2 separate regions of the Oryctolagus cuniculus genome follow, and region 1 is linked to region 2. The links are chromatin contacts, called in public Micro-C maps. All regions are on one chromosome and are shown on one strand. Each heading gives the region's core, a stretch centred on a gene start, on an enhancer-like site or on the middle of the called end of the contact. The rest is flanking DNA. Distances are from core to core; before and after follow the strand shown. Region 1 holds the start of JUN (Jun proto-oncogene, AP-1 transcription factor subunit). Region 2 has its middle 160 kb from the start of FGGY.

Region 1 (3,062 bases), core at 243-2,742, 380 kb after region 2:
GTGGGGGGAGGGCTCGGACCGGGCGCTCGGCCTCCCAGCCCTGCACAAACGCTGGGGCGCCACTTGGAGCCCCCTCGACTCCGCCAAGTGGGGACACGCCCGCGCCCACTCGGCCCCAGGCAGCTGGCACAGCTCTCAGCCTTCCGTGACCCGCCATCCGCGTCTGGAGCCCTGAACTTGAGCCCCCGCCTCCGTCAGCGGCTGCGAGCGTCCGGCCGCCCGCCCGCCCGCTCGCTCGCTCGCGGCGGCCACCGTCACTAGACAGTCAAACCCCAAGACGTCAGCCCACAATGCACCGGGCGGGCCGGGAAAGACGGGCCGGGAGGGGACCGGGAAGAGAGGGGCTAGAGGCGCGCGGAGGGGGAGGGGGAGAGGAGGAGAAAGAAGGGCCCAACTGTAGGAGGGCAGCGGAGCATTACCTCATCCCGTGAGCCTCCGCGGGCCCGAAGAAGAATCTTCTAGGGTGGGGTCTCCATGGCGACGGGCGGGCCCGCCCCCCAGAGAGCGACGCGAGCCAATGGGAAGGCCTTGGGGTGACATCATGGGCTATTTTTAGGGGTTGACTGGTAGCAGATAAGTGTTGCGCTCGGGCTGGATAAGGGCTCAGAGTTGCACTGAGTGTGGCTGAAGCGGCGAGGCGGGAGTGGAGGTGCGCGGATTGAGGGAGACAGACACACAGACACAGTCCGCCCGCCCCGCCAGGACGCCCGTAGAGTGCGATCCGCACGGCTGCGTTGCTTTGCCAACTGCCCCGCGCTAGCGCCTGTGGATCCCGGGCTGGTGTTTGGGGGGAGCACCTGGAGAGCTGCTGCTTCTCCAGCCGCCCCCGGGGAGGAGAGCCCCACCGCACGAGCGCAGCTGACAGCCGCGGAGAGCGGCGACTGCAGCGGCCAAGAACTTTCCGAGCCGGGAGGACCGGGGACAAGTGGCCCGGAGTCCCGGAGCGAACTTTTGCAAACCTTTCCTGCGCTATTTGGGCTTGCCGCGGCGGCAGCAAAGAAAAGCAAGGCGGCGGAGAGAGGAGCGAAGAGGAGCGACGCGCGCGCGGCTCCGCTCGCCCCGGCCTCTGAACTTGACCGGCGCGAGCCGCTGCCGCCGGGAGCCCCCTGCCCCTCGCAGCGGAAGAGGGCACAGTCTCCGGGAGTCCGGGCGGCCGAGACCCGCCGCCACTGCGGGGCACCGCGCCGCGCCGCCGGGGAGCCTCCGAAGGGCGCGCAGTGAGTGACCGCGACTTTTCAAAGGCGGGCAGGCGCGCGCGAGCGGCCGAGGAGTGCGGGCGAGCGTCTGAACCCCGCCGCTCCCGGGAGCGGGGGCCGGTGAGCGGGGCGCCCAGGGGGAAGACAGCCCGCGGGTGCGCGCGCGCTCCGAAACTTTTCCTTTGCCAGAGGCCCGGGGAGGCGCGGGGTGCTCCCCGCCCGCCAGCGCGCTGTCGCGGCCCCGAAACTTGTGCGCGCAGCCCAAAGTAAGCCCACGTGAAGTGACGGACTGTTCTATGAGTGCAAAGATGGAAACGACCTTCTACGACGATGCCCTCAACGCCTCGTTCCTGCAGACCGAGAGCGGCGCCTACGGCTACAGTAACCCCAAGATCCTGAAACAGAGCATGACCCTGAACCTGGCCGACCCGGTGGGCAGCCTGAAGCCGCACCTCCGCGCCAAGAACTCGGACCTCCTCACCTCTCCCGACGTGGGGCTGCTCAAGCTGGCGTCGCCCGAGCTGGAGCGCCTCATCATCCAGTCCAGCAACGGGCACATCACCACCACGCCGACCCCCACCCAGTTCCTGTGCCCCAAGAACGTGACCGACGAGCAGGAGGGCTTCGCCGAGGGCTTCGTGCGCGCCCTGGCCGAGCTGCACAGCCAGAACACGCTGCCCAGCGTCACGTCCGCGGCGCAGCCGGTCAGCGGGGCGGGCATGGTGGCTCCGGCCGTGGCCTCGGTGGCGGGCGGCGGCGGCGGCAGCGGCGGCTTCAGCGCCGGCCTGCACAGCGAGCCGCCTGTCTACGCCAACCTCAGCAACTTCAACCCGAGCGCGCTGAGCAGCGGCGGCGGGGCGCCCTCCTACGGCGCGGCCGGCCTGGCCTTTCCCGCGCAGCCCCAGCAGCAACAGCCGCCGCCGCCGCCGCAGCCGCCGCACCACCTGCCCCAGCAGATCCCCGTGCAGCACCCGCGGCTGCAGGCGCTCAAGGAGGAGCCGCAGACCGTGCCCGAGATGCCCGGCGAGACGCCGCCCCTGTCCCCCATTGACATGGAGTCCCAGGAGCGGATCAAGGCGGAGAGGAAGCGCATGAGGAACCGCATCGCCGCCTCCAAGTGCCGGAAAAGGAAGCTGGAGAGGATCGCTCGGCTGGAGGAAAAAGTGAAAACCTTGAAAGCGCAGAACTCGGAGCTGGCGTCCACGGCCAACATGCTCAGGGAACAGGTGGCACAGCTGAAACAGAAAGTCATGAACCACGTTAACAGCGGGTGCCAACTCATGCTAACGCAGCAGTTGCAAACGTTCTGAGGACAGACTGTCGAGGGCTGAGGGGCGACGAAGAAAAAGAAAACAAAACCAACAGAGAGACAGTCTTGCGAACTTGACCGGTTGCGACAGCGAGAAAAAAATAAAAAAGACGCGTCCGAGGACTAAGGCCAAGGGTATCCAAGCCGGGCTGGGTTGCGTCCTGACGGCGCCCCCAGTGTGCACGAGTGGGAAGGACTTGGCGCGCGCTCCCCTTGGCGCGGAGCCAGGGAGCGGCCGCCTGCGGGCGGCCCCGCTCGGCGGAAGGGCTGTCCCCGCGCCATCACGACGGTAGACTTTTCTTTAACATTGACCAAGAACTGCATGGACCTAACATTCGATCTCATTCAGTATTAAAGGGGGGGAGGGGCGGGGTGACAAACTGCCATAGAGACTGTAGATCGCTTCTGTAGTACTCCTTAAGAACCCGACCGGGAGGGCTGGGGAGGGGCGGCGGGGGGCGGGGAGGGAGCCGGGGAGGGCCAGGCTGAGCCTGCAGATACACTCTTTCTGGCCTGCCTTCGTTAACCGTGTATGTACAGATATCTATTTTTTAATT
Region 2 (3,102 bases), core at 458-2,957:
GTATTGGGAGGGGAAGAAATGAGGATAGAGAGAGCAGTTGGAAGGACATCAAAATACAGTGGACTAGATATGGTTAAAACCTAGACTAGGAAAATGAGTGTTGGGATGGGGAGCAGAGGGCTTCGTATATATCAGGAAGTTGAATCAATAGAACTCAGTTGAGCTAACGAATCGGGGAAAGCATTGTGTGTATACTACATGCTTGGCTGTCTTCTCTCCACTTTGCACCGCTGAGCTCATTCAGTCTTTACAAAAGTTTGTGAGTAGGTTCCCTCACTCATCCACATCTAAGGATGAGGAAACTGACATAGTTGGCAAAGGGCAGAGCCAGGATTCGAAAGCAAGCATCTAGTTTTAGCAAGCAGATGCTCATTCAGATTGCTCTGAAATTCCTCTGTTCTTAGTGATAAAATCTTTCTTATGCCTGATGAATCTTCACTCCACGTGTGAATTCTGCTTTGGGCTGGAATCGCGAAGGCTTTGTGAAACCCAGAAGTTCATGCATGGATTTCTGTAAGTCTAGTAAGCCCTGGAACTGTAAACAAGCTTTTCTGGTGTGTGTGTGTGTGCGCGCGCGCTTTAGCATTTGTGTGTTGCTTTTCTGAGGAGTGGTGGCAAGGCCTTTTGACAGATTTTCAAATAGGTCTTTGATCTAAAAACACATAGCAGAACATTGCCCTAGAGCAGTGGTTCTCAAAGTGTGATCCCTGAGCCAGCCTGCTTCCCGATACTTGTTAGGAACACCAACTCCCAGGCCCCATGCCAGACCCAGTAAATCAGAAATCCTGGGAGCGGGGCTCAGAAATCTGTATTAATAGGTTTTCCAAGTGATTCTGCTTTGTGTTCAGGTTTGAGAACTATGTCCGTGCCTACAGCAGCCTACGCATGAACGATGGAGCAACAAGATCCGCTCCTGGTCTGGGTGAGATTGCACAGTGGATGTGACATCAAGCAGAGGATCACAAAGCCTCAGAAGGCTGAGATCTTTGGGTATTGTCAGGCAGGAAGCACTGAAGCCTGCGCTTTGAACTGTGCCAGTGTTTCAGACAAGGCATTCGCTGAAAGCATCCGTGCAGCTCAGAGCAGGCATCACTGGGGGATGCTGAGCTCTGGCCTCGCTGACTAGAAGATGCAGGCTGCAGACTTAGCAGCAGCCCCACAGCGCCTCAGAGGCCAGCCTCTCCCCTCTCCCACACAGCTTCCTCTATGCTGGACTTCACATATCTTGTGTCATCCAAGGTACACAGACCTCTAATGACATTTCAGCAGAGGATCATTTGTCTGGGCTCCCAAGGCAGTTAGTATCCACTGATACCCTAACCACCCACTGTGAGGCACCAGGGCCCCTGGCCCAGTTGACACAACAGCTGTGCAGTCTGGGTAGGATTCCCCCTCCCCCCTGCCCCGCGATGCTGGACTTTCCCCACATCTTCCTGGAAATATGAAAGGTTCCAGGATCCACCTGCAGTGCTTGTGATGGGAAGGGTGGGGGTTCATGGGCCCGGTTCCCCTCCGAGAGCCCAAGCTGGGCCTCCTCTGTTCTGCTAAGTCACAAAGCTGGAAAGCACTTAGGGTAGAGAGAGCCTGTGTCTGCTGGTCGGCTTGGAAAGGTTCTGGGAATTCATTATGATCTAAACAACTATTCCAGCTATTCATGTGACTCAGCCCCCGAAATCGGGATCTTCCTGGGTCCAAAGAGCCCATTGCTGCTGACTCAGGGCTGAAAGGGCACCTTGTCAGCCCTCCTGGGCTCCCCGCTCAAGCTCCTGCAACCGCCATTCCCAGAGGACCCCAGAGGGAAGCAGACATGGCCGTAAGCTTCTCGGAGTGTCCAGTTTCATTTCTAAACAAGCAGCCAAGCTCCTCCACTTACAACTACACACTGCACACATCTGTCAGTCTGCTGCACACTCTGGAAGTGTGTGGAGGGGAAGCAATCAGAAAGTCACTCACACATCACATACTCATGCACACACTTAGAACATGCATGTCCGTCCCGGACCCACTGGGCGTCTGGCTGATAGCTAAGGACTCTGAGCCAGAGAGGCAGGGGCTGTGTCTGCCCAACCATTCAGCGTTCTGGCAGGGAAAACGCATGAACAGACATTGAGGAAGTAATGGAAAAAGTGCTTTAGCAGAACAATAGAGTGCTTTGAGAATGCTGAGCGGCAAGTGGCAACCCTTGCTGGCATTCTTTAGCAAGGAGCAAAATTCAGAGAGGGTAGATAGAAATTGCTTTAGTCTATGAGAACTCGAAAGAGGAGACAATGCCAGCAACCGACATGGCACAAGACAGAACTTTCTGGGAAAACAGGAGAAGGCTTTCAGAGGCAGAAGGGCAAGAAGACCAAAGTGGTGAGCTTTACGGTTCGCCTGGTGGTTTGTTTTTTCTTTTTAAACTTGAAACTGGTGGCTTGGTTTCTCCAAAATAGTCAGCCACTCAAACTTTGCTCCTTCATCTGAGGGAGAAGAGGGGAGAAAGAAAAATCACATGCCACTGGATGAAAATTAAAGACATTTTGCATGTATGATATCATATCTCATTAAACACTAAAAAATACACACACATAGTAGGTATTGAGACATAAGAATTAAGTAGGCAGCTGAAGTACGGCTGAGCTGAGATTAGAGCCTACATTTTTAGGATATACACACTAACTGTGCATGTAGTTACATAATATGACAAAACACTCATATCCCATTTTATAGGCTGGCAAATTGAGAGCCAGGCAGCCTCTCCAAAGTGCAAACAGCAGTAAGTGGGGTAGCAGGACTTCAGGCCCAGGTCTGTCTGAATTCTACATCTAGACCCTTCCCCTCAGACCAGCCTGGCTTTCTGTTGGTGGTATTTGTTTTCTATTTTGAGATCAGATAACATCTTCCTTTAGGATCTATAATGGGTCTTGAAAAAGCTTGTGGAAAATGGATATTAGGAATAAACTATGCCTAAATTTCAAACTCTGTGCACCAAAACACACTTAGAATTTTATGATTTATTCTATTTATTTGAAAGGCAGAGTTACAGAGAGAGGTAGAGAGAGAGATAAATCTTTCATCCACTGGGTTCACTCCCCAAATGGCTGCAACAGCCAGAGCTGGGCC

Evidence for each region. Hi-C and Micro-C count contacts between places; a contact is called where the count stands out from the background.
Region 1: a contact with region 2 is called in a Micro-C map of ear pinna, with 4 times the contacts expected there. The contact joins the promoter of JUN here to the enhancer-like site in region 2. A contact is called at or near these places in 3 of 6 Hi-C or Micro-C datasets (ear pinna, psoas muscle and an unstated tissue).

Annotation. Positions count from the first base shown.
Region 1 is chr7:114,258,514-114,261,575 of mOryCun1.1, forward strand. JUN (Jun proto-oncogene, AP-1 transcription factor subunit) reads left to right here and starts at 1,493. Exons shown (of 1, transcript NM_001198947.1): 1 at 1,493-2,607. The coding sequence starts at 1,493. The coding sequence ends at 2,506. The region is part of intron 1 of LOC138850424 (a long non-coding RNA gene); the gene reads left to right.
Region 2 is chr7:113,877,919-113,881,020 of mOryCun1.1, forward strand. No RefSeq gene overlaps it. Among named protein-coding and RNA genes, the nearest start is that of FGGY, 160 kb to the left of the region's middle. Within about 2 kb of position 1,708, at least 4 of the 8 cell types and tissues checked have an H3K27ac peak or open chromatin away from gene starts, as enhancers often do. A contact at or near this core is called in ear pinna, where this site is marked.